2 separate regions of the Zea mays genome follow, and region 1 is linked to region 2. Evidence: chromatin contacts called from public Hi-C data. All regions are on one chromosome and are shown on one strand. Each heading gives the region's core, a stretch centred on a gene start, on an enhancer-like site or on the middle of the called end of the contact. The rest is flanking DNA. Distances are from core to core; before and after follow the strand shown.

Region 1 (6,131 bases), core at 1,874-4,373, 280 kb before region 2:
TGGCATCCTGGGCCCTGATCATTGTCCCTTCCTTGTGGAAGACAAAATTAAGGCTCCCAAAATGGATGGCCATTCTAGGGTCCAAACTACGCTATTGTCTATGCTGACCATCCGGAGCTTGGAAAACTTCGTCGAGAACGCGCAAAGCCCATACCTAGTGGGCCAACTATCGGTGTTTCGAACCTCGCTCCGACAAGTAAATTTTTGTGCGCGTTCCAGGCTTCAGACGGTGTGCATGGTGGGCGCAAGATTTATACTGGTTCGGGCATGATGTCCCTGTATCCAGTCTTGGTGGCTTGCGCTACCGGCACCATTGCTGATCAATGCTCGTAGTAGGGGTTACAAGCGGGTGAGAGTGGGAGGAGAGGCTCCCAAGTCTCTTATTGTGGAGGAGGTGGCGCTAAGGCCTACAAAGTGGAATCCTAACTAAGTCTTGGTTTGACAGCGGAGCTCCGGCCTCTGGGTCCTCGTCAATACGTCCTCCTTCCTTCGTCGGTCCGTCATCTTCACATCTAGGTGTTTGTCTGGGTGTCTCCCTTGTCTCGGTGTCCTCTATGCATCTTCTCTTGTCTCATTGTCCTCCTTTTGTTTGGAGATCGATCTCCTCCTTTTATCGACCAAGGAGGGGGTCGGCTAGCGATGGCTTCCTCAAGAAGGAGTCACCGGGTGATGGTAAAACCGACCATTCTACCATGTTGTGAAGCCACGTGCACCCGTGGGCCTCGGGGTCGTCTGGTTGTCTCTTATTCTTTATAGCGGACAACATGGGTAGCGTGGGGCCTAAGTGCCATCATTTGAGCTACACCGACCCCTGGCCTCCGTAGCCTAGGGTTTGGCACGACTTTGTCTTGTTGTGCCTTGTAAGCGGTCTGCGCACTCAGGCCTAGTTCTGATAGGTCATGATTGTGCCGCAAGCCATGGGGCGCGTGGGCCATAAATTCGCCACAGTCCGTGGGGTTTATAGGCTATGAGTGCGTTGCAGCCCGAGGGGCTCATAGGCCATGAGTGGGAGGCGGACCGATGCCTCTTCTGTGGCTTGGCGCTAGGCGTAGTTAATGTGGCCAGTCACTATATGATGGGTCGGTCTCGGGCCGGGCAAGGGATCCACTCGAGTGTTTTCCTTTCGGTTCACTAGGCCCCCATTGTCTAGCACTGCCACGCCCGACCCCAGGCTCGGTGCTGCAGGGTTCGTACAAGGGTGGCTGCTTCCAGGGTAGACGTTTCTCCTCTCCTCCAGTCGATCGACGGGCCACAACTGCCAGAGACTTTTCCCTATCGTGCTCATTGACCAATGGGTCCTAGGGACCGGGGATCTTATCCTCGACAACTCGTGGCCTCAAATTGACCATTGGATTACTTGAGAAGGGTTGGTTACAATCCTCGTCCTTTCGGACACCACAACGTGGATGTTAGCAAGCATTTGGGGCTTGGTCGAAACACGGTAAAAATCAGCGTGTCTTGTGTGCTTCACTTTGCTTGCGATTCATTCTTCCTATGTTATTCTAATTTCTTGATTTCACTTGTGATATTGCTCTAAGTTAATTCTGCATCTAAAAGGGCAATCTAGTGAAAGAATTTCTCTTCCTTCTTACTCTAATTTGATATGTATTTGTATATAATTTAGATCAAGTTAGTTTTTAAAATTGTGATTTCAGGTGTCACTTATTCACCCCCTATAGGTGACTATCACCAAGGCGCATACAAGGTAAGTAATATTTCCAAAGGTTTATGTTTTGTTTTTTCCTCCCTATCACAACTGAAAATTTATATAATGAACTTCTATATGCAACATCTGTCTTAGCCCAACTATATTCTCTACGTTGTTTGTTTGAGTTGATATCTCATTATACAATGCATTTTTCTGCAATTATGGTGAATCATTTCCTGTTTCTGCTGAGGTACTTGATTATAGCTTTTGTCTTCCAATTTGCAGGCTAAATATGTCCATATATTTATTAGTGGAAGTGAAGATTTCAATTTAATCGAGCTTCTCTTGGTGGATTTTCTGCAAATCTTGTTTTTAGTGTAGATAGAGCAGCAAGGGAAAGATGTCCGTATAACCGCATTCTCCAATACGGTTGGATATGCTATTCAGGTGTGTGAATATAGATTTCTTAAGCAGATGGCAGAACTATTTGGTTAATGCTTAAACATGTGTTGACTTACTTTCTTGTCCATGCATTTCATAGTTGTTGGAATTCAACATGTTACTGGCTAATAGTGTGTTTCTGAATTGTATATGTTATTCTATCTATGAAGGATTATTTTTTACACAAATATTTCCAACTAGATCAATATATACCATATAATGCATGTTTTGAATTCTTTACCTAATCTTGCTTTGCTATGCGCGTGTCCATCCACATCACACCGCCGTACGCTACACCAAATCGCCGCCTTGCATGGGTTTTACAACTTTTCCTTCAGTCCAGACTTCAAACCTTTATTACCCCATTTATTTGTCCATATTTTATGGTTAGATATGTTGGATAAAGAACCAGACGACTACAATCTATATAACACCTTTTGAATTACTTATATATATACACACATAAAAGGAAACTGTTGCTTGCCTTTTTTAGTTTTAGTGTGAAAGTGAGAGTGAATGAAACACCAATTAAGGCGGTGTTTGGTTTATAGGGACTAAACTTTAGTCCCTCCACTTAATTCCATTTTAATTCATAAATTGTTAAATAGGGAAACTAAAATAGAGTTTTAGTTTCTATATTTAGTAATTTAGGGACTAAAAAGAAATTAAGTGGAGAGACTAAAAATTAGTTCATAGAAACTAAACACCCCTAAGAATGGTGAGGGAGCTGGAGCACGAGCGCAGCGAGCTGCACCACTATTACGATCGCGTCAGGTACGAATTCGTGACAACAATACAACTCTTCATCCAATTAGATTTCTAAAGTCACACATCAAATATGATTTTTTCGTATTCGCTTATTTGGGCTAAATCAGCCTCCGTCTAGGGCCTGATGTGCCTAATGGGCCGGTATGCTGGTAAGTGGTGGTCCAGCTGCATTTTGCGCCGGCCTTAGCCCATGCGGCCAGCGTGCACCTGCCCTAGCCGCGTTGCTGGGAAGTCTGGAACAAGGAAGCAGCCGTCCCCGTCCAGCCTTCCGCCCCGCACGCCGCAAGCCGTGCTCCTGCCTTCCTACCCGTCGCGCGCATCGCCGATTCACCGGTGCCCGTCGCTCGCAGACCTCTCCCTCGCCCCTCGCCCAGCTTGTCGGAGGCCGAAATTGATTTGCTCTGTCCAGCTCTGGGCTCTGCTGCTTTGGCCTCCAAGCGCGCCATGTGTTTCTATCGACAATAAAATTCACAAGTAAGACAATTCATTTTACATCAGAGTTAATTTAGTACGGCACTCAAAGATAGAACGTTGTAATGCAAAATTTTGCCATTACTACCTCTAGCAAGTGCACTTCGAATTACTGGATAATTGGAGCTGTGTGCAGTGTGCTTGCCCCTAGCAGCTTGCCGGAGCTTGCAACTGTTCTGCTCTAAACCAGTGAAACGTGAAGACTGAACCTGCTTCTGCTTGGCTGCTTGCTCCAATTCAAGAATCCTCTCTTCTCGGCTTACTTCATTTACTCTTGCTTGTAAGCTTTTATGCCTCAACAAAGTTCACTGTTATGCACATTTTTTCTGATTAATATATTAGTTATATTTATACTCTATAATTTATATCACAAATTGCCTAAATCTTAGCAAAGTTCACTATTATGCATATTTTATTTCACTGTTATTTTTATAGTTTATATTTACAAAGTTCACTATTATGCATTTGATGTGCTGCTATTTTTATATGCAGTGATCCGCGTTGTAACTGTGGTTGAAACTTGTCTTATAATTTACTGAAAGAGAATTCTTTTTGCAAGGATAAAGTCATCATCGCTCGTTTTCAAAATATGAAGGATCGAAAACTTACCTTATAATCTTTAAACTTTATTAGTCATTTATTTATAGGATAGGTGATTAGGTTACATTGTTTGGTATTCCTGGTCAACAGTTTAGTTGACTGCTCTTTTTGAACCAGAGATGGTGCAATTTGTTTATGTGCAACTGTTGTCATGTCATATACCCACCTCACAAGTTATTAGCTATTACTTCACCTGTTTGCTTTCTTTGCTTTCAGGTTCTATTCCTTGTTAACTGACTGCTGTAATACAGATCAATTACATTGAATTTTACCATGGCAGCTGAGGAAGATGTCAAGCAGAGGCAGATCATTGAAAATCGTGCCAGAAATATAAGCCACAATGTTAGGTGCACTGAGTGTGGTAGCCAATCGATTGAAGATTCACAGGCTGATGTTGCTATTCTCCTTAGGAAGGTACTAACTTTTTAAACTTGAATGACTTGTTTACAGGACTCATTGTAACAGTTTTTTTTTGCCATTCTCTTGCTGGATAAGTCAGATTTGCTGATATATCTATGTATTCGTTTCTGTGTTTTGTTGCGACTTTTCAACCACTGCTCTGAAGCAAAGGAAGAGTTACATCTTTGATATCGTTTTTTTAGTTTTCACACTACTCATTATAGCTCAATGCACATGTGTTATTTGGTACATCTCTTGTTTCCATAATTGTCTGTTCTTTTACCTCGAATAGCTGAGTTAACCTCTCTTCTTGGTGGACATAAAACTGTTGTTAGCTGGACTATTTTTAGTCATGTAAAGTTTATCAGGCATGATACTGTCATAAGTTTACTTCTGAGATTTCGGTGCATGAACAGATGCTGATTTGATAGAAATTGGAATGATGTAGCTATTAAATTTGTGGATTTTTCAGATGGGATATGTTTTGCTTAATCATTTGCTTTTGATAATTGTCATCACAAATCACATGCCATCGCATTTTATACAGTGGTACTGTATCCATTACAAGTAATGTCTTAGAACTTTGGATTCCTGATATCTGAAGCACCTGTCGACTCCTGTTTTGTAAATATTAGCGCTTAGGTTTTGCGATTTTTTCTGCAACTACAGTTTTGACAACTAGGTTCCATGATAGTGTTACCAGATGTTAAGCGCTATATGAGCTTCTTTTTCTTCCTCTCCTGTATTTGTGTATATATATATATTTATTAAATGTATGGCAACCAGGAAAAGAGAAGCATTCAGTAGTAATGCTAAATTGACATTTACTGTGATATTTTCTGTTAGACAGTAACAATATTACATTTTGCAGCTCATTCGTGATGAAATAAAAGCAGGAAAGAGTGATAAAGAGATCTACAAGAAACTAGAGGATGATTATGGGGAGACAGTACTATATGCCCCTAAATTTGATCTTCAGACTGCTGGGATTTGGCTTTCGCCTGTAAGGCCTAATAAGAATCTATCATTTATTCATTTTGTACATGCTTCCATTTATTATACATAACTGTATGGCATGTGCTACTCCTCAGGAGCTAGCGACTCATCAAATTCCCTGAAATCTGCTAATCTGAATCTGAGATTTCTGATTGAGTTCATCATGTACAGGTCATTGTTGGTGGTATAGCAGCTGGAATCTGGGCTTACCAAAGGCATAGGCAAAGGACAAATGTTCACATTATGGCTCTGAACCTGGTCCGAGGGGTACCACTGACTCCAAGGGAGAAGGAGACCATGCTAGACATCCTTACACCTCCACCGGCTCCAAGGAAATGGTGGTGGCCAGGCAAATGATGTAGAATTCATGTGCTGGACCTGGTAGATGCTCACAAATGGTTAGGATGCAAATTACAGTTTGGATGCATGATACTTTGATCGTGACTTTCAGTTTAACCAAAAGCCTGTTCATTTGGCTATAATTCATACAGGCTTCTACTAGCTCAATAGTGTTTTGTCTCTATGGATTGTAGCTGCAGCAGCTCAAACAGTTGGCTTTAATCCGAAGCGAACAACTAGAAGTCAAAACTTTGTAATGTGTACTCTATCATCGAACTAGTTGTATGTCACACCCGATTTTGGAAGGCAAACCGAATGCGAACCATGTATGTGTCAGGATCAGAAACCCACGTACACATCGATTATATAATTAGACATTATCACAAATTGCTCAAAATAAATAGCGAAAATGTATTTTATCACATAAAGATGTTCAAGACATTCACAGTCATTAACAAAACAGTGTCAT
Region 2 (5,507 bases), core at 1,518-4,017:
TGGATAGAATCAATACTTAAATTGGAGACACGTGTTCCTGAAAGTATCTTCATCCAAAAAATAAAATGAATGGCATTGAAGCATGAATGATATCATACTTTTTGTACTTAAAAGTAAACAAGATGTTTATATAAGCATATGTAGCCAATACAATTATCAAAATCAAAGATATAGCACTTCGACAACTTCCAAGTTAAATTATAACAAACAAACAATGATTCCCTAATGGCTACTGTACCCCTTGATAGACAGATATGAAGTAGCTAAGGACATGCCATCCAATGTGTTTTGTGGTTCAGTAAGGAGCTCTAGGTAGTGCAAAGTACTTCATATCATGTTATGAGTCCTTAGATTTCAAAAGAAGACATAAGAGCCATAAAACATCTACCTGAGGGGGCACCTCCCCTTGCGGTGGGGTTGACTCTTTATTGGAAATGAAAGTGTTTCCCAGCATTAGTTCATGCCTACCTATCCAAATGCAGCTCATTAGTTGGGAATTTAACAACTAGTGGTGCATGGGAAAGCAACACTAGCTGTTATAAAAAAACTGAAAGGCACCAATTTTTTTAATATGCAGTTTATTACTTCATTACTTTGCACTGATTAACCATGCCCTATTAAAAGTAACGATTTTGCCCGTGGAGGGATGCAGTTAGGGGTGGTAATGGATCGTGATCCAAATATTTCTTCACGATTTGTTTGAGCCCTTAACTATTTTTAGTTCAAAAATGAGTAGAAATAGAGCCCGATCTGATCCTTAAATGTTAGTGTAAAATTTGGAGCCTATTGTCACCCTAGATGCAGTTGACCTTGTATAAAGAAACAGCAAGCTAGCAAGCTGTCAAGATATACAAAAACACGGGAGTCCTCTCAACCAGAAGTCAGTAGAACCTTGGTCCACCAGGAAGTATCCCTTAGTCAATACCATCAAGGTGCAATCAACCAGAGATGAAAGAGTACTTAGACATAGATAGTTAGCTTTGATATAAAAGATTTTCAGTAACCGTTAATCTACATAAGATTTGACTTTTGATTAGCTTTGTCTCAAGTAAACACTCCTTCCATTCGATAATGTTCGACCAATCTCATCATGAACAAAAACAAGAGCTCCAAACTTACGAAAAATTAATGAAATGCACATGTATGCCCCTATCGAAATGCATGCTACAATTGTTCAACATCTTTTCAATGGCTAAATATAGGTTTCCTCAATAAAAAAATGTGGAACAAAGCTTCCTAAAAAATGAACAGATATTGCCAAATGGATAGTATTAATATAATTTTCACCATGTTTTACACATTCAAATCAGAATCTACGTTGTAGTACAATGTCTTAACATTTTGTGGCAGGAAAATGTAGTTAAACATTCAATAAAATGTGCTTTGACCCATAATAAACTAAAAGGGGAAATGTACTGGAGCAAAACAATCAAATGTCTAAAGTGGCCCTAATTATCTCATAAGAATACATCATGGGATATCCAAAACTAGTATCATGAAGACCTACAATTTGTGGTGGTTACCAGTGCACTACATTTTCGCTGGAACTGGACTGAGAGATATAAATTTCATGTATAAACACCAAGACACAATACTAGTTGGTTCAAATAGGGTAGAAACAGTAGCACTAACTTGATTTTATGAAGTTCATTGCAAATCTTAAATCTGCATGAACTTGCAGTGCAGTACCACATTATACATGCTATGAATTTATCATGCCAACCTGTTTATAAATTCTAGCTACAGAGTTTCCATACAACAAAGTATAAAATAAAACAGTAAACAAAGACAGAGAGACTGGGCAAGAAGCTTACTTCCCCAAAAATTGTTTGATTTCTCAGAGAACTGGCATATGTACTTATCGTCCGCACCAAGGATTTGTGCTCCCACACCAGTAAAGCGTGGGCGATATAACAACTTGTCCAAATCACTCATACCATCACGGAAGAGAGGGTTCTCAACAGAGTACATAAAGCAGAAACTCTGCCTGCACTCTGGAATCGACACCTTGAAGTACCATCCTTCAAAGAAAGGTCGAGCCGTGCCATCAAAGTGGTACCTGCAAAATTGTCCAGCTATATTTAAGTAGTTTGTCTCAGGCTTTTAGCACTTGGTCGTGGCAACGTGTAACAGGAATGAGGGTAACAAAATAGCAGCATTGTGAATAATCTGAGCCTGTTGAATGGGCGTGAACAGTGAGTTGGAGCTCTGAAATGACCGCATTCATGCCCTAAATACCAAACAAATGTGACGATGTGTCACTAATTCAATCAACTTTAGGTTGTTTGGTTTCAGGAATCAAACCATTCTAGATAAGGTTGTGCATCGTGAGTTCAGTTCTATAATAAAAATATGGTGAAATGATTCTAGCACTAGTTATTAGCTGGTGAGGAGTGAGCTGATAACGGATCAACTCATTCTACTCTACAAACCAAACGAAAAAAAAATGGAGCCAGAAATGATTGACTACTCATTCTTCGAACCAAACGCCATCCTGACTCCCCATAGACTCCATGAACACTACCGAATCTCAAAATCCCGAGACGCGTGGCTCTTACCCGCTATGCGGCGTCCGGAGAGACCGGTCCTGCGGCGTGGGCGTGTAGATGGGCGCCGCCGCTGCTGAGGGGGAGGTAAAGGAGGAAACGGAGCTCGAGGCCGCGCGTGGGACGACCCCGCGGGGGCAGTGTCGGCGACTGCTCCGTGGGAGCACGACGCCGGTACGTGGCGTCACGGACGGCAGTGCGGCTGCGACGGCGAGGTTCATGGTAGCAGTATAGTCCAGTCGCCGTGCGGACGGAGTGACCACGGCCCACGGGTTTTTCTTTGTTTGGTTTCGTGGCCTCGTGTCACAAAGCGTGCGCCACGTGGCTCGTACTTGCAATGGATGAGTGCACCGGCTCCGATATCTGCAGCCTCCGTGGCGGGCTGGGGACCAATGAGCGCGTCAAAATTAGGGGTGTTTGGATTCTAAACTCCACGTTTATGTTGTTTTTTAGGTTTTCTGGAGCAGCAAAAGTTGTACTTTAAAAAATTGTACTATAACTATAAAAACATCATGGAGTTATAACTTTAGAGTTCGAGTGTTTGGCAGTCTTTTGCCAGCTCCTTTCTAGAGGTCTACTCTAAAGTTATACTAAACATGCCCTAATGACTTAGGGGGTGTTTAGGATGGCGCCAAGTTCTAGCTCCAGTGTGGAGCTGTAGTTTATAATATCAATTTAAATGGATTTTAAAAAAATAGATCTAAATAATAAATAAAATAACTTATCTATTTTTTTTAAAAGCTTACAGCTCCAGCTCCACAATTTTCTGGAGCACCTAATGACCTTCTTCACCAACTCCACCGTTTTTTTCTGGAGCTGGAGTTGTCCTAAACAGGACCTTACTCAACCAACTACACCAAATTTCTAAAGCTGGAGCTATCCCAAACAAAATATAGTCTAATTATAAAATTAATTATATAGGTAAAGATTAAACCATAAGACTCTAATTAATCCATAATTAGTAAATATTTACTGTAGCCCTACATTATTGAATCGTGGACTAATTAGACTTGTTAGACTTATATTATTGTTTAGTCTTTATCTTTGTAATTAGTTTTATAACTAGTTTAATTAATCTGTGCTAACGCTGGTCCTAGAAAGGTGAGAGGAGGTGGAGGGGCTAGCGACGTGTAACATGTAAAATCTTATTATTAAAATTTAGTAAAATAAGGTTTTAAAATATCATTTAACAAAATCCTCATACCTTTGAAGTTGCATCCCCTAAAGCGAATATGTTTTCTAATAAATATTAAACCAAAAAGTTCCTAATTTATCCTTTGTTGAATTTTATAATTAGAAATATTCCCTAAAAGATCAGAACTAAATAGATATGTTCCTTTATGTAAATAATATATTTTTATTGTGAATCATTTCTTATTTTTCATAATTATTGGCATTTTTAGTCAGGAAATAAATAATTAAATAAGTAGATAAAGAATATCAAATAAAATAAGATTATTGCATCTCATGTAAAGGTTTGTTTTGTTGTGCATTTAAATTAAGTTTGAATTTTAGCACCAGATTTAAATTCAAACTTGAAATTTGAATTTGGGAACTAAAAAGGAAATAGAAAATAGAAATGAAAATAAAATAAAATAAAATGAAGAGCTTGCCTGTGCTAATGGGTCATTTCTCCCCTTCTTCGGCCCACGTTACCCCCTCAGAACTGTGCGGCCTAGCTTCACTCCCACACTTGACAGCCAATCCCACGTCCACGCGCATGCTCACTTCTGTTTGGGTCGTAGCGGTCAGGGGTAGAGATGACAACGGGTAAAAATTCGTTCGGTATTACTTGTCCAAACCCATACTTGTGAAGAAAAAATACGCCCGCTAAAAAACTTATATCCATGACGGGTATAAAATGTTGCCCAAACCCATACCCATGCGGGTTTCGAGTACCCAGTGGGTTTCCCATACCCACTAACATCAACATAAAAAATAATTCATCATGTAAATAATAATCAATACATTAATAAGCTAGGATAAAAAGAACAAGTGATAACTAATTTTAGCTTAAAATTTGTTACATGAAGTTTATTTTAATTAGAACATATTTAATTAATAATATTATGAGACATATTTATAAGGAATGATGATTTTAAAGCGGGTTTTAAAAACTCATGGGTTGCGGGTATGGGTAGTGGAAGAACAAATTTATGCCCACGTACCCGTTGGGTTTCCATTTGAACTCTAGTCAGGGGGTCCTTCTTCCCCTTTTCTCGTAGTCGACCTCAACAAACACCCTGGCATGCTCGGGATTGGACGCAATCCTCCTGCACCTATAGTTGGCCAAAAGGGCGGCCTGGCCTGGACCCGTTAGGACCGACGGCTAATCGGGCCGTGCCCGACCGGACCGCGTGTCGCAGTCATGGTCCAGGCACGCCGGTCTGGTAGCCGTGCCGGCCCGGCCCGTTAACATATTCATTTTGTCCCATTAAATCAGGGAAAATATTAAAAAATTGTTCCTCCAAGGCTAAAAATGTGCGTGAGTGAGGTTTCGAACCCAAAACCTCCCTCTCCAAGGCTAAAAACACTACATAAAGGAGGATAACCAATAGAACTCTAATGCATTTTGAATATAAAATCTAAATATATATATATATATATACTAGGTTTTGTAAAATTAAAAAATATAATCATGTCGGACCGGCACTGCGGGCTGAGGCAGCGGCCCAAGCACGACATGGCTCTCGTGCCGGGCCCGGCCCGACACTATTAGATGGACCGTGCTTCGGGCCAGCCCGTTAGGCACGGCCTATTTGGCCATCTATATCTGCAATCTGCCCCACACGCATATATATGCGGCCGCCCGCCCGTGGATTCACTAAACCGTAGCCGAAAACAAAGAATCGAGTTCTCCGTCACCAGCATAGAGAGGGGGAGCCGTCGGCGTGGCCTCCGGGCTGCGCGATGGTTCATGGGCCGGGGATGGGTGGAGGAGATTCACTAGGCATCGTGGAT

Evidence for each region. A called contact is a pair of places that touch in the nucleus more often than the background predicts.
Region 1: a contact with region 2 is called in a Hi-C map of ear, with 2.0 times the contacts expected there. The contact joins the promoter of LOC100383068 here to the promoter of LOC541877 in region 2. A contact is called at or near these places in 2 of 25 Hi-C or Micro-C datasets (ear and leaf).

Annotation. Positions count from the first base shown.
Region 1 is chr5:136,508,485-136,514,615 of Zm-B73-REFERENCE-NAM-5.0, reverse strand. LOC100383068 reads left to right here and starts at 3,123. Exons shown (of 4, transcript NM_001175741.1): 1 at 3,123-3,331; 2 at 3,423-4,342; 3 at 5,199-5,330; 4 at 5,495-5,823. The coding sequence starts at 4,202. The coding sequence ends at 5,680.
Region 2 is chr5:136,227,705-136,233,211 of Zm-B73-REFERENCE-NAM-5.0, reverse strand. It overlaps LOC541877 (sucrose export defective 1), which reads right to left and starts at 2,767. Exons shown (of 10, transcript NM_001111545.1): 1 at 2,559-2,767; 2 at 1,815-2,059; 3 at 389-468. The coding sequence starts at 2,767.